2 separate regions of the Mus musculus genome follow, and region 2 is linked to region 1. The links are chromatin contacts, called in public HiChIP or PLAC-seq maps. All regions are on one chromosome and are shown on one strand. The core of a region is the stretch at or near the end of the contact, and the rest is flanking DNA. Distances in the headings are between cores, read along the strand shown.

Evidence for each region. HiChIP or PLAC-seq counts read pairs in DNA pulled down with a chosen protein or histone mark.
Region 2: a FOXA1 HiChIP or PLAC-seq map of pancreatic cancer cells shows a contact between it and region 1, with 6 times the contacts expected there. The contact joins the enhancer-like site here to the promoter of Foxg1 in region 1. A contact is called at or near these places in 5 of 39 promoter capture datasets (the 3T3-L1 cell line, embryonic stem cells, hippocampal neurons and 1 more), 12 of 115 datasets of contacts at active chromatin or transcription factors (the NIH/3T3 cell line, SST interneurons, astrocytes and 9 more) and 2 of 9 other capture datasets (adipose tissue and pancreatic islet).

Annotation. Positions count from the first base shown.
Region 1 is chr12:49,380,757-49,387,795 of GRCm38.p6, reverse strand. It overlaps Foxg1 (forkhead box G1), which reads right to left and starts at 4,789. Exons shown (of 2, transcript NM_008241.2): 1 at 4,410-4,789; 2 at 929-3,495. The coding sequence starts at 3,310. The coding sequence ends at 1,865. Gm34304 (predicted gene, 34304) reads left to right here and starts at 5,968. Exons shown (of 2, transcript NR_168648.1): 1 at 5,968-5,979.
Region 2 is chr12:50,064,685-50,071,115 of GRCm38.p6, reverse strand. All of the region lies in intron 2 of Gm40419 (a long non-coding RNA gene), which reads left to right. Among named protein-coding and RNA genes, the nearest start is that of Gm40418, 52 kb to the left of the region's middle. Within about 2 kb of position 4,950, at least 6 of the 459 cell types and tissues checked have an H3K27ac peak or open chromatin away from gene starts, as enhancers often do. A contact at or near this core is called in pancreatic cancer cells, where this site is marked.

The sequences.
Region 1 (7,039 bases), core at 3,540-6,039:
CAATTTGGAAAAGTTTTCATTTTCATATGTATGCATATGTATACACTTAATATATCTCATATATATGCATATTGTAGTTAAAACCAAAAATTTGTTCTGTATAAGCAAAAGAAACACATCTGTAAATTAAATTATACAAATATATTAAAAAGCTAATCAAACAAGTACCTCTATGATGTAAAAATGGAGGGGGAGATAGGGCTATTTTACTGTGAATAACTAGACTTTTAAATTGATGTAATTAAAAATATAAATATCAACATCCGTCTATAAATCATTACAACAGGTGATCACTTCAGTAACTCTATAATCCAACTCAGCAAATCTTTATTAGAATTCTTTCACTGTGGGTAAAAAGCCAGAAAAATAAATGCTGACTTAGAAAGTATAAATACAAATAGTTAAAAAAAATGTTTGCAGCATTCATAGCACAAATTGTACCTGAACTGAAGGGATATATATATATATATAATATACATATATAATATATATTATATATCATACTATATTGCTCATTATTCACTTATATCTAACTATATACATATATTTATTTATAGTTTGTCAAATTCTATAAACAAATACCTGAAACAATATATATAAAGGACATTCTATCAACTGATCTTTAAAATAAGTACAGAATAAACAGCTATGCATATAAAATTGAATACCTTTCTTTGCTGCATATCTACAAAAACAAAGATATCATCTGAAAATCCTAGGTTTCATTTAGAGCTAGTATTTATTAAGTAGCCTGTTCTTGGTAAAAATTGTTCACAAAGGGGGAAAAACTGCTATTCTCAGTTTTAGAGTCTCAGTTCAAATTAAAGGAGCAGTTTAAACTCCAGGTTGGCTAAAAAAGCCTTTGAATTTCCTATAAGTTGAATGGTATTTTGCAAATTAGCTCTACTTAATAAAAGAGACAAAAATATCAAGATATATATGAATTTAGCCTATTTTTTATTTCTGTGTGTTCATAGTAAACATTTTTGTAAGTGACAAACACGGGCATATGACCACAGTATCACAATCAAGAAATTTTAAGACAACATTAACAATCACTCAAATTGATGCGGCATTTGCGCAACACAGGTTACATATTTGCAAGGTTTACCTATAAGTACAATAGGTATTAACATTTCACTACATTTAGAAAAAATAAAAGTGACCTGTTAGTGACCACATACATCGAAATATACACAACACAAACTGAAGGCAATCCTTAATTTTGTCTCCTTCGGATTCAATTGAATGGGCAGTGTTGCCAACTAAACAACCTTCCTTTTTCGTTTGTTTGTTTACTTGTTTTAATACTTAGTATACCAAGTGCATTTGCTAGAATCCAATCTTTGGTCTAAAAGTAAACAAAAGGAAAGAAACAGTTCTTTAAAGAAAAAGGACAAAACAATAAATGGCCAATATAATTCCTTGGGCACCTTTACTACAAATTCTTAAATACAAATTACAATTTAACATTTTAAAACTCTCTTCATAATTTAGGTTGTTCTCAAGGCCTGCGTCCACCAGATAGCTCCATGATAACTTATAATACTGCACACATGGAAATCTGGCAGCCTGTTGAGATAGACTTGTCAGGTTTGAATGAAATGGCAAAGCAGTCACTATTTAGATACACATTCTACTATAATTTGACGTCCAAACCTTATATTCTACAATGTATTCTCCCACATTGCACCTCGCTGACACTCCACACCGTGTTAGAATAGTAAACAACCCTAAAGACTGAACAAACGTACAGAAATGGGGAGGGGGGGCTTAATAAAAAATACCTGGACTTATTTTTTTAATTATCATTTACAATGCAAATGTGTGTAAAACGTTCACTTACAGTCTGGTCCCCCGGATGTTAATGTATTAAAGGGTTGGAAGAAGACCCCTGATTTTGATGTGTGAAATAATCAGACAGTCCCCCGGACAGTCCTGTCGTAAAACTTGGCAAAGAGGGTCTTAAAGACTCACAGGGCAGGGTCGAGGGGGCCTGCGGCGACGTAGAGGAGGACGCGGCCCGGGCGCTCATGGACGTGCTGGTCTGCGAAGTCATTGACGGGTGCGGGACGTGGGGGAAAAAGTAACTGGTCTGGCCCGCGAGCAGGTTGACGGAGCAGGGGTTGAGGGAGTAGGTCCCGGAGCAGGGCACCGACAGGCCGCAGGGCACCGAGGCGGCGAGCGCAGCGGCCGTGAGGTGGTGCGTGGCGTACGGGATCTCCCCGTTGACCAGCCGGTCCACACTCAGCCCGTTGGCGGTGGAGAAGGAGTGGTTGTTGCCCAGCGAGTTTTGAGTCAACACGGAGCTGTAGGGCATGGGGTGGCTGGGGTAGGCCGACGTGGTCCCGTTGTAACTCAAAGTGCTGCTGGCGCGGGGGTGGTGCAGGGACAGGAAGGGCGACATGGGCCAGTAGAGGGAGCCGGCGCGGTCCATGAAGGTGAGGCCGGTGGAGGTGAGGCGCGCCCCGCGCTTAAAGGCCAGCTTGGCCCGAGACGTGGTGGAGCGGCGCCGCAGCTTGCCGGTCGTGCCGCCGATGAACACGTCGTCGCTCGACGGGTCGAGCATCCAGTAGTTGCCCTTGCCCGGGTCGTCGTAGTGGCGCGGTACCTTCACGAAGCACTTGTTGAGGGACAGGTTGTGGCGGATGGAGTTCTGCCAGCCCTGCTTGTTCTCGCGGTAGTAGGGGAAGTTCTTCATGATGAACTCATAGATGCCATTGAGCGTCAGGCGCTTCTCGGGACTCTGCCTGATGGCCATCATGATGAGCGCGTTGTAGCTGAACGGCGGCTTCTCGTACTTGCCGTTCTTCTTGTCGCCCTCCTTGCCCCCCTCCCCGTCCTTGCCGCCCTCGCCCGCCCCTTTCTTCTCCTCCCCCCCGGCGCCCGCGCCCTTCTCCTTCTCGTCCGGCCCGACGGGCGCCAGCTCCGCCGGCCCGCCGCCCGGCTCGCCTTTGGCTCCAAGTGCGTCAGCCTTGGCCCCGTCCAGGGCGGTGGAGGGCGGGAGCAGGAGCGGCTGGGGACCCTTGTCGTCGTCGGCTGCTGGGGCGCCGCGCGCCTGCGGGGGCTGCGGGGCCGGGGGCGGCTGCTGCTGCTGCTGCTGGGGCGGCGGTGGAGGCGGCTGGGGCGCGGGCGGCGGCGGGTGGTGGTGGTGGTGATGATGATGGTGATGCTGGGGGTGGTGGCTGTTGTGGTGGCCGTGGCTCGCGTGGTGGTTGTCGTTCTGGACGGCCTCGGGGACCAGGCTGTTGATGCTGAACGAGGACTTGGGAATCATTTTCACCTCTTTCCTATCTCCCATGTCCAGCATCACCCAGGCGTCGGGGGGCGGCGGCGGCGGCGGCGGCGGCACGGGAGCCGGGCAGCAGCGCGGCGGGCGACCAGCGGGTTCGGAGTGGGGCGCGGGGGGAGCGGGCAGCGGAGGCGGCACTGAGCGCTCCGGCAGCAGCGCAGTTGGACCGCAGGCTCCGGCGCTGGCAAGGCATGTAGCAAAAGCTGCAACCACCCCTCAAGAATTAGAGAGAGAAAGAGAGAGGGAGAGAGAGAGAGAGAGGGAGAGGAGATAGAGAGAGAGAGAGAGAGAGAGAGAGAGAGAGAGAGAGAGAGAGAGAGAGAGAGAGAGGGAGGCTAGAGGCAGAAGCAACCCGTCGCCCGGGGTGCAGCGCCCCGCTCCGTTCCGCGCCCGGCCTCCCCCTCCCCCGCTGCCTCCTCCTCCTCGCGCCGCAGCAGTCACAGCAGCAGCAGCGGCAGCCCGAAGGGGGGGAGAGCCGGGCGGCGGGCGGGCGCGTCCCGGAGCGGCCGCAGCGAGGCTAGGAGACAGCGATCGAGGCAGCTATAGCCACAATTAATTTTCCGAGCTACAGGCGCACACTAGGGCTGTAAAAAAATTTTTGGTTTAACCTTTCCTACTGCCGAACCAATCAGTGCCGCCGGCGTGCAGGAGCGTCTGGCTAGCCGTCGACCAATCGGGGGCCCAGGGCCCGCCCATCCCCGCCCCGCCCCGGCCCCGCCCCCCGCTCACCGCCCCCTCCGGGTGGCGGGGCCCAGGCCTGGAGCCGCGGGGACCGGCGGGAGATCGCCCACCCGGCCAGGATTAGCGTGGGGCGTGCGCCCCGGGCCGCGGCCGCTCGACTGTGGCCTCCTCCCTGTATGGGATTATTTTCCTTTGCGCGTCAATATTTATCCTTATTGATTAAAGTTTGTATCCAATTTTGTCTGGAAGAGCGGGGCGGGGGGCGCGGCGGAGGGGCGAGCTGCGAGGGTGCGGGAGAGGGCGTGAACCCTGGGGACGCGGCGGCCCCGGCAGCGCCCTGGGAGCGAGCGGGCCAGCAAGCTCCGGAGAGCCGGGCATCGGGGGAACGGGGCCTGGAAGGTGGGGCGGGGGCGGCCACGGCCAGGCCGGTACTTACAGCTTCCTGCGGCCCGCGGCGAGCTCGGCTGTGAAGCTGGGCTGAGGGCGGCGAGCGGGGGCGGCTGAGCGGTGGGTGCGTTCTGTGGAGGCCTTCCACGCACGCGGGCGGGCGGGCGGAGAGCTGCCCCGGGCGAGCACAGACCCAAACAGTCCCGAAATAAAGCAGGTAACACGTGTGTTCTCCCTCCGTCTCGCTTCACTCCCAGAGTCGCGCTCACGCGCGGGTGACCCGGTGGCAGTTGTCTCCTCGGGCACTCCACCTCCTCTTCAGCTTCTAGGCAGTACTGGAAGCCGGTAGCCGCGATCGATCATCCTGGAAATATTTTCATTTTGCTTGACATTGAAGAAAATATGAGTGGGCGTCTACTTCCGTTTTTTTTTTTTTTAAATCCTATGTTTGCTCCTTTTTCCCATTTCACAAATACTTTATCTCTTTAAAACCTCAATCTTGAAACACCAGTAGGGCGAAATCAGCTCTTACCCTTCTTGGATGCTGCTGGAATGCTCTGGGGAGCCCAAGGAAGGTGGATTTGACAGTCCTAGCTTCTGGGGTTTGGGGGATGGTTTGGTGGGGAGGTTGAAACGAGTGGGTAGCTTGTAATTCAAGGCCTTTAAAAAGATCGCGGCCAGGGCCAGGGCCAAGGCCCAGCATTTCCCAGGGATTGGAATTTAGTGCGGAGCACACAGATCACAAATCCTCACTGGCTCAAAGCGCGCCACGTTGTAAGCAGAGGCCGTAGCCAGAGAGGAGAGGGAGGTGGAGACACATAGGTCACGAGTATCTTTCCCCTCCTCTTTAAGGTAAAATACTCTACCCATGCCAGCATTCATTTTGATGAGCTCTTAGCTAAATGATCTCTCAGTCTTGATATAAAAAAAAAAAAGGAAGGAGAAAAAACAGGGCCTATGTGTGGTACTAAAATCTACCAGAAACATGCAATACTCAAAATAATAGGGAGTTATTCTGATGTTCTCACCCCCCAAATTTGAAATGGGGCGCAGAAAGAGGGGAGGGAAAGAGAGGGAAACGCTAGCGAAAATTATCCACAATTACAAATAGCTAGCAAATTTTATATCTATTGGAGTGTTGTAAGAGATCTTTGATTATTTGTCCCCAAATATCCTTCCACTGCTTGGATCTCTTCCTACATATCCGCTGACTTTAAAACAAGCTATGCATGACGGAAAAGGCCAGGGTTCTAGCAATCAGCTTTGCAAAACACATTGGTGCCAAAGGTTGATTTCTAGGCTTGGGGTTTCTCACGGAGCCTGGCGACGTGATGAGCTTTGCCAACCTAGCTAGAGAGATCTGTGAGCCTGGGTTGTCTTGTTCATTTCCCTTCCCACTCTTTTCTCCTCCTCAGGCCCATTTTCCCTGGTGGTTCCTCAATGCGCTTGCCTTCCTTCCTCCTCCCCTCTCCCTTCTTCCCCTTTCACTAACCCACCCCTTCTCCCTCCCTCCTTTCCTCTCCCCTTCACTCCTCCACCTACTCCTCCCCATCCCCCAGCCCCCCTTCTCACCACCGCTTATAATGGCTCCCGGGGCTCCCTCAGAGGTGGACGGCCCGGTACGTTTTCGTAGTCGGTCTAGCGTGAAATGATTCGGTGTAACCGGATTCTTGGGAAAGGACAGGTTACGTAAACATTTACTGATGTGGAGTAACTATACTATTTGTACTCTGATATGCAGGAAGGAAAGTGTTGATTAACACAGAAGAAAAAAAAGCGAAATTAGCTGATTGCATGCTCATAAGTGCAAGCTGTCATTGAACTGCTTTTAAAATAGACACAGCTGGGTGTTTGTGTTGAAAAATTTCTTGTGTTTTTGCTAATACTGAAATAAGCATGATTTTGTATACCAAACATTTTCAGATCATTAAAATTTGTAATCTGTGCTGGTTTTAAACACAAAGAAAAGAAACAGAATCATTTCGATGTAAAATTTGCTGATATTATATTAACTCAATCAGGTCTGTACAAATTGTGCATTGTGTCTCCTAAAATCTGTTTGATCAATTTAATACACAAAGTGCCAAACGTGGGTATTGTTTGTTAACATTGGACATTTTATTCAAATCTGAGCTCAGCAGTGAACTGGAGGAGTTGTTCCTTGAATACAACACCAGCTCTGACTGATGAATTTTTAATGTTTTGAGGTGCTTCTTAGGTTAAAGCTAAGTGTGTATTGTTTTGTTACCCCGTGGAAGAAATTAGCAGGCAAAGTAAGGTTTTTTTTTTTTCTTCTGTTTACTTTCAAGGAGCAAAAACTGGGTTTTGTACAGTGAGAGCTGCAATACTCTGATTTTATATGTCAAGGCTTATGGCGGCTTGAAAATTGTTTTGCATGCAGATTAAGGGTGTGCTGTGTTATTTTAAGGTTACGTGAATGCGAGTCTCTCAAAGCAGGATGATTGATCGTAAAAACATAGCATATAGTTTGAAATAATATTAAAACTAGTTTCCTGATGCAAAGGTTATTTGCAATTCCCGAAAAAGCAAGTTTGAATCCCTTTAAATAATTTTACTTGTTCTTTATGGTGAGATGGGGCTATATATCAGAATGCACACACATATGTATATCAGGCTTGTTCAACAAAACATGCACTGTTTACTCAGAGGCTTATATTT
Region 2 (6,431 bases), core at 3,701-6,200, 680 kb before region 1:
TGACACAGAAAATTGACTTAGTTTTACTTCACTAAACAAATATAAGTAGTCTCATTTCCATTGCTTTTTATACCCCATTAGTTTGGACCCATCTGAGTATCATGGTACCTGTTACAAATAGGACAACCCTAACTTTTAGAACAAATACAAAATCATTTGCAGTTTCCAAATCAGGAAAGGATGATGTATAGTTAAAACAAAACAAAACAAAACACAACACAACAAAACAAAACACAACAAAACAAAACAAACAAAACACAAGCCAAATGTTCCCAAAGGTTTATTATCAGTAGTAATGTAAGGTTGTGTCTGCAGCCCCAACATTATTTAAAAAATAAGCTACTAATCTAATATTCCCAAGAGACATTATATGCCGTGGTACATTATTTTTTCTCATTTATATTTGAACTTCTAACCCACAAATGATTCTTGGATTTTCATATTTAAATACTCTCAACTTTGCTGTTAACATTCTTGAACAGGCTCTTCATCACATTCATAGAGAAAACTATTAAGGCCATAAAGTAAAGATTACATAATTAGCTACAAGGTACTGCATATAAATCGAACCTTAATGGTCTGGAATTACTAAAGTGAAAATGCATTGATTCCTGGGAAGGACCTGGTACTGAACTCTGAGGATGGAAAAGCAAAGTGATAACAACCACCTGGGAGTAAAACAGATTAGAATTTTCTCGTAACATCAAATATGCACCAATCATATGCCTAGTAGTTCTAGAATGAGTACCTATGGTATCCATAAAAACTTGTTTAAGAAAAAGAAAAACATAGGTATTAACAGTCAAATAAGAAAAAGAGTGACATAGTATATAGGTTAACCTCCCCAAAACCAAACAATCCAATAAAAAAGTGGGGTACACAGCTAAACATAATTCCCAGCAGAAGAATTTTGAATGGCTGAGAAGCACTTAAAGAAATATTCAAAGTCCTTAGTAATCAGTGAAATGCAAATCAAAACGACCCTGAGGTTTCACTTTACACCAATCAGAATAGCAACTATCAAAAACTCAACCAGTACCAGTACCCCCAGAGCTCCCTCGGACTAGACCACCAATCAAAGAAAACACACGGTGGGACTCATGGCTCTAGCTGCGTATGTAGCAGAGGATGGCCTAGTTGGGCATCAATGGGAGGAGAGGCCCTTGGTCCTGTGAAGGTTCTGTGCCCCAGCATAGGGGAATGCTAGGTCCAGGAAACAGGAGTGGGGGGGTTGGGGAGCAGGGTGAGGCAGGGAGGAAATAGGGGATTTTTGGAGAGGAAACTAGAAGAGGGGATAGCACTTGAAATGTAAATAAAAAATATCTAATAAAAAAAGAATATGTAATACAATGCAAAAGAAAATAAAAAAAGAAAGAAAGAAAGTGAAAAATGTCTCCATGTTAGGAAGCTTTAACTCACCTTTCCTGGAAGCTTTAGAAAACTTTTGGTTGGCTATGATGTGAAATCTGTGACTGTCACATAGAGAAGAGCCTTGGATGATAAAGTTTGGCTCTGCGGGCAATCATGGAAGTGAAGAATCTCATGGACCATGTTGGGTTTGAGTCCAGTATCTGCGTTTCCTGACCCTCACATTCAATGCTCCAGTGTTTGAGATTAGGAAGGTGCATCCTAAACTCTTGAATTAGTCCAGCTTGATGGGAAGAGGCCGGCAGAGGGAGGATGGCTTTGAAGAAGGGAGGAGGAAGAAACACAAAAAAGAACCAATAGGTAAAGCAAGGGAAAAAAAACATCAAGTGACAGCACAGACTGGCAAGGATGTGGCCAAGTGGCAACATTCCTCCATTGCTGGTGGGACTGCAGGCTGATACAGCTACTCTAGGAATGAATCTGGCAAGTTTTCAGAATAATGGAAATAGTTCTACCTGAGGACCCAGATATATCCCTCTTAGGCATATACCCAAGAGATGCCCCATCATACCACAAGACCATTTGTGCTATCATGTTCATAACAGCCTTATTTGTAATAGCCAGAAGCTGGAAACAACTCAGATGTCCCTCAATTAAAGAATGGATACACAAAATTTGGTTCCTTTACACAGTGAAATACTATTCAGTTATTATAAACAGTGACATGAATTTTGCAGGCAAGTGGATGGAACTAGAAAATATTATCCAGAGTGAGGAAACTCAGACCCAAAAAGACATGCATGGTATGTACTCACTGATTAGTGGATATTAGCCAAAAAGTACAGAATACCTGGGATACAACATACAGACTATAAGAAGTGTAAAAGGTAGAAAGGCCCAATTGAAGATGTTTCAAATCCACTTAGAAGGGGGAAGAAAATAATCATGGGAGGCAGAGGGAGGGAGGGACCTGAGTGGTAGAGGGGAAGGGGAGGGGAAAGGGGGAACAGAATCAGATTGTAGGCGGCAGGAAAGAAGCCCAAAGGGTCAAGAGAATGGGGGTGGGGTGAGGGGGACCTCTAGAAAGAACCAGAGGCCAAGGAAGTGAGAGACTCTCAGGACTCAATGGGGGTGACCTTAGCTAAAATGTCCAGCATTGCGGAGAGGGAACTCAAAGAGCCTACATCCAGTAGAGACCCAGAACTGTTCCTGTCTAAAAGAACTGCAGGGACAAAAATGGAGAAGAGACTGAAGGAAAGATGATCAATGACCAGCCAACCTGGAATCTATCTCAAGGGAAGGCACTAAGGTCTGACAATATTACTGATGATAAGGTGTGCTTACAGACAGGAGTCTGGCATGGCTGCCTCTGGAAGACCCCACCGGCAGCTGCCTGAGGCAGAAGCAGATACTTAGACCCAACCATTGGGCAGAAGTCAGAGAAGCCTATGGTTGAATTAGAGGGAGGTTTAAAGAAGCTGAAGGGGAGAGCAACCCTATAGGAAGGCCAGCAATCTCAACTTACCCAGAACCCAGGAAACTCCCACAGAGTGAGCGAAAAACCAGGAGCATACAAGAGCCAGTTTGAGTCCCTGGCTCAGATATAGCGAGGACTGCTTGGTCAGACCTTAGTGGGAGAAGATGTGCATGATCTTCAAGATATTTGAGGCTCCAGGAAAGGGGGACACTGGGTGGTGATGGGGAGCACTTTCTGGGAGGCATGGGGGAGGAGGAATAGGATAAGGAAGTGTAGGAGGGGGGGACAGAGGTGGGGGCAGCAACCGGGATTTAAATGAAATAAAATAATAAAAATTGAAAAAATGCAGGTGACTCTCAACTTTAATCTTGATAATTTAACCACTTTTGCCTTACAAAATGATGTTCAGAAGGAACAAGACTTGAACATTTCAATTCTTATTTACCCCAGGCTAGCAAGCGCTAGCATACTGTGTGATGATAGAGTGGACCTAGGCCCCCCAGTTAGCCACAGAATTTTACAAAGAGTAAAGCAACACTGTACAGTATACAAGATTTCACTGGGGCAAAGGACTTGAGAGTTTGCTTTGCTAAAATGGCCAGACTGACCACAAACAATACATCCTCCTGCCTCGGGCTTTCAGGGACTATTATGCTGATATTCTATAACACATTGGTAATCTAAGGTGCTCAATATACTAGGCATGCTAACTATATGTTGATTGTGACATTTCACATTAAGGCTATAATCTCTAGGCATTCCCTTTGTCAGCCAAGGTGTTTCTGTGCTTGTCAGAACCAAAATGAAGCAAACTGCTGATAGACATCACAAATAAACATATCTCAAGAGAAGAAGTTAGACAAAAAAAAAAAAGAATAGAAATAGTATCTGCTTCCATTAATATAAAATCCTAGAACACACGTAATGAAGCTACAGTGATGAAAATCAGAAGAGTGATTTCATTAAAAGGTTAACTTGAATGAGACGTGAGGGAACTGTCTGGGGCAGTGGAAATATTTCATACCTCGGATGAAGTGATGGTTATAAAGAGAGAGCAATTTTTCAAATTATTATAATTGTATACTTGACATCAGTGATTTTCTTGTATGTAAATTATAACTCAATGAAAGAAAGAAAAATGAAATTCTGCTTTGATTCCATATTGATCTGAAGAAACCATCTGTTTAAACAGCCAAACTTCTTGAATAACATACTTCCATTGCATTCTTGATTTCCTCACTCTCCCAGCTTTCAATTCTGTCATTCACTACAGTAAAACCCCCACCAAACACAGCTTTCCTTATGCAGAATTTCCTTTCTGTGCATGATTCAGACTGGAGCTTGTCCATTTATTCTGTAGGTTTCAGCGTAAACTTCTACGCTGTGATTACTTAAAGGGCTGGTGGTATATATCTCTGCACCATTCTCTACACCTTTGAGGTTGTACATAGTAGTCTACTTTTAGTATTACATTTTAAATAGTAATTATTGTTACAGTTATCTCTGTGTTCTGGGAGTGGATATTGATTATGTTCACTTTGAATTCTTTGTGCCAAGCCAAGAACTTGGTAAATAATATTTGAAAACATTTGTCATGTAAGTGAACAAGCAAGTAAATGAAAGGCATTCCCTACCGTTCATAGTTCTGTCTCTGACTCTATTGACTTTGCTTTCTCTTGCACAATTTTAGCGTGACTCATCGATATAGCTTGTCGTTGTAATACATTCTTAACAGATCTTTGTCTTTTGTGTCTCTTTCATTTTCTACCTCACTAATTCTCAACCACAAGAAATATCTCCTTAAAATATTTGTTGATAAAATTAGGTTATTTTAATTAATTAATTAATTTAATTAATTTTTAAATAATTTAAAATGAATTGGCATCACTTGGGGGCTAAAATCTTGTTTCCCATTTTAAATCTCTTCCATATTAAGAGAAATCTAGTTATTATTATTGTTGCTGTTCTTGTGTTTTATGTGTAAATGTGGGTGATAGGGCCATGATACACATGTGGAGGTCAGAGGGCTAATATGTACAGTCAGTTCTTTCCTTCTCCCTCCTTCTGTGTCCCTGACATCTAACTCAGGCTATCAGATCTACAGAGCAAGCTCATGCCCACTGAATCACCTGGATGGTCTGTAATACGTTTCCCCTATCCATTGCTGCATACTTGAGTAGTGAATCTCTTAAGTGGTTTCTACTTCAAATATGGTTCCATTTGGCTCAGACTTCCACTAAAGCACCTGCATTTTATCTTTCTTAAATAGATTTCCTCATAGAGCCTTTTTAGTTCAAAAGCTTTTTATCAGCTTGCTATTGTATAGGAAATGACATTTGTAGTATTTTAGCTTGGAAGGAGGTACTCCACAGTACAACAGCACTGAGGCCTTCATGTTGAAGAGACCTTTGCCTTTATCACCTTAGAATTATCAGAGAACCACCACTTTATTAGTGCCTCTGGGAAGCCCTCTGCCTAATGAGTTTTTATTTGTTCTCTATGTTTCTTCAGGTTTGGGTACATAGTTCTGCAACAAAACTCCCATATTGAGTAATAATTTCATGTTGTTCTTTCTTGTTAAGAATATATTTCTAGGCACAATGGGACACTTCTGCAACCCTAGCACTTGGGAGATGGGAGGCCGAAGGTTCAATTCTTGGCTGTGTGGCCAGTGCAAGATCAACCTGAGTCAAATCAAACCTTTTCTCCAAAAACACACATATATGCATATGCAGAATATTTCCTTAATCATACAGCCATAGAGCAACAATGTATCACAATCTTATAGGTATTTATTATAATTAATATTTTATACAGAAAGAATAAAAACTAGCAGAATGCACTAATGTACAACAGACAATTCACCCTTTGCCAAATACTCCTAAAGTTTTCACACAGTCTGAAACTTTCCCTTTTAAATATCTATTACAATTGAATCTTTTTGTGTGACATACTCTTTGGCCTTTGTATAATAATTAATTGTCTTCCTATATGTTTTCATGGAATCTATTACTTATTTGTTCATTATTTCTTAAAAAATAATCATATGGCTAAGACCTGGCTATATAGCCTGTGTTTTTTATGTTATAGAACTTACTGGAGAATACAGAGTGGTGCTACCATTGAGAAGTTCACAGTGCAATGGAGAAAAGTATTTTGAAAATATAGATACAGTTCAATATGTTAAATGCTATAATCAAGGTGAGAATAAAATGCTATGGATCACAGAGTTTGGAAGGATTAATTTGACATGATTCATAGGCAATGATTCATAGAATGGTTGAGATTTGAGCAGGTACTTGAAAAAAAGGCATAGAACATTGACAGGCAAATAGGTGGTTGTAAAGATATTCCAGGCAGAAGAAGCAGCCTTTGTAAATGCACAGGGTCATGAAAAAAGATTCTGGCAACTGATTCAACCTCCTTTTCTCCATGATCATCTCCTGAACTCTTTGTCCATGCATACAGCACTTTTGAACTCTAGCTAACGACTTATTAACTCTGAGTGCTATAGACGCTAGTCATCTCTTTGATGACTGTACTTTGGAGTTGAAGCTACTTAGAATAGTAAAACCTCCACAATTCT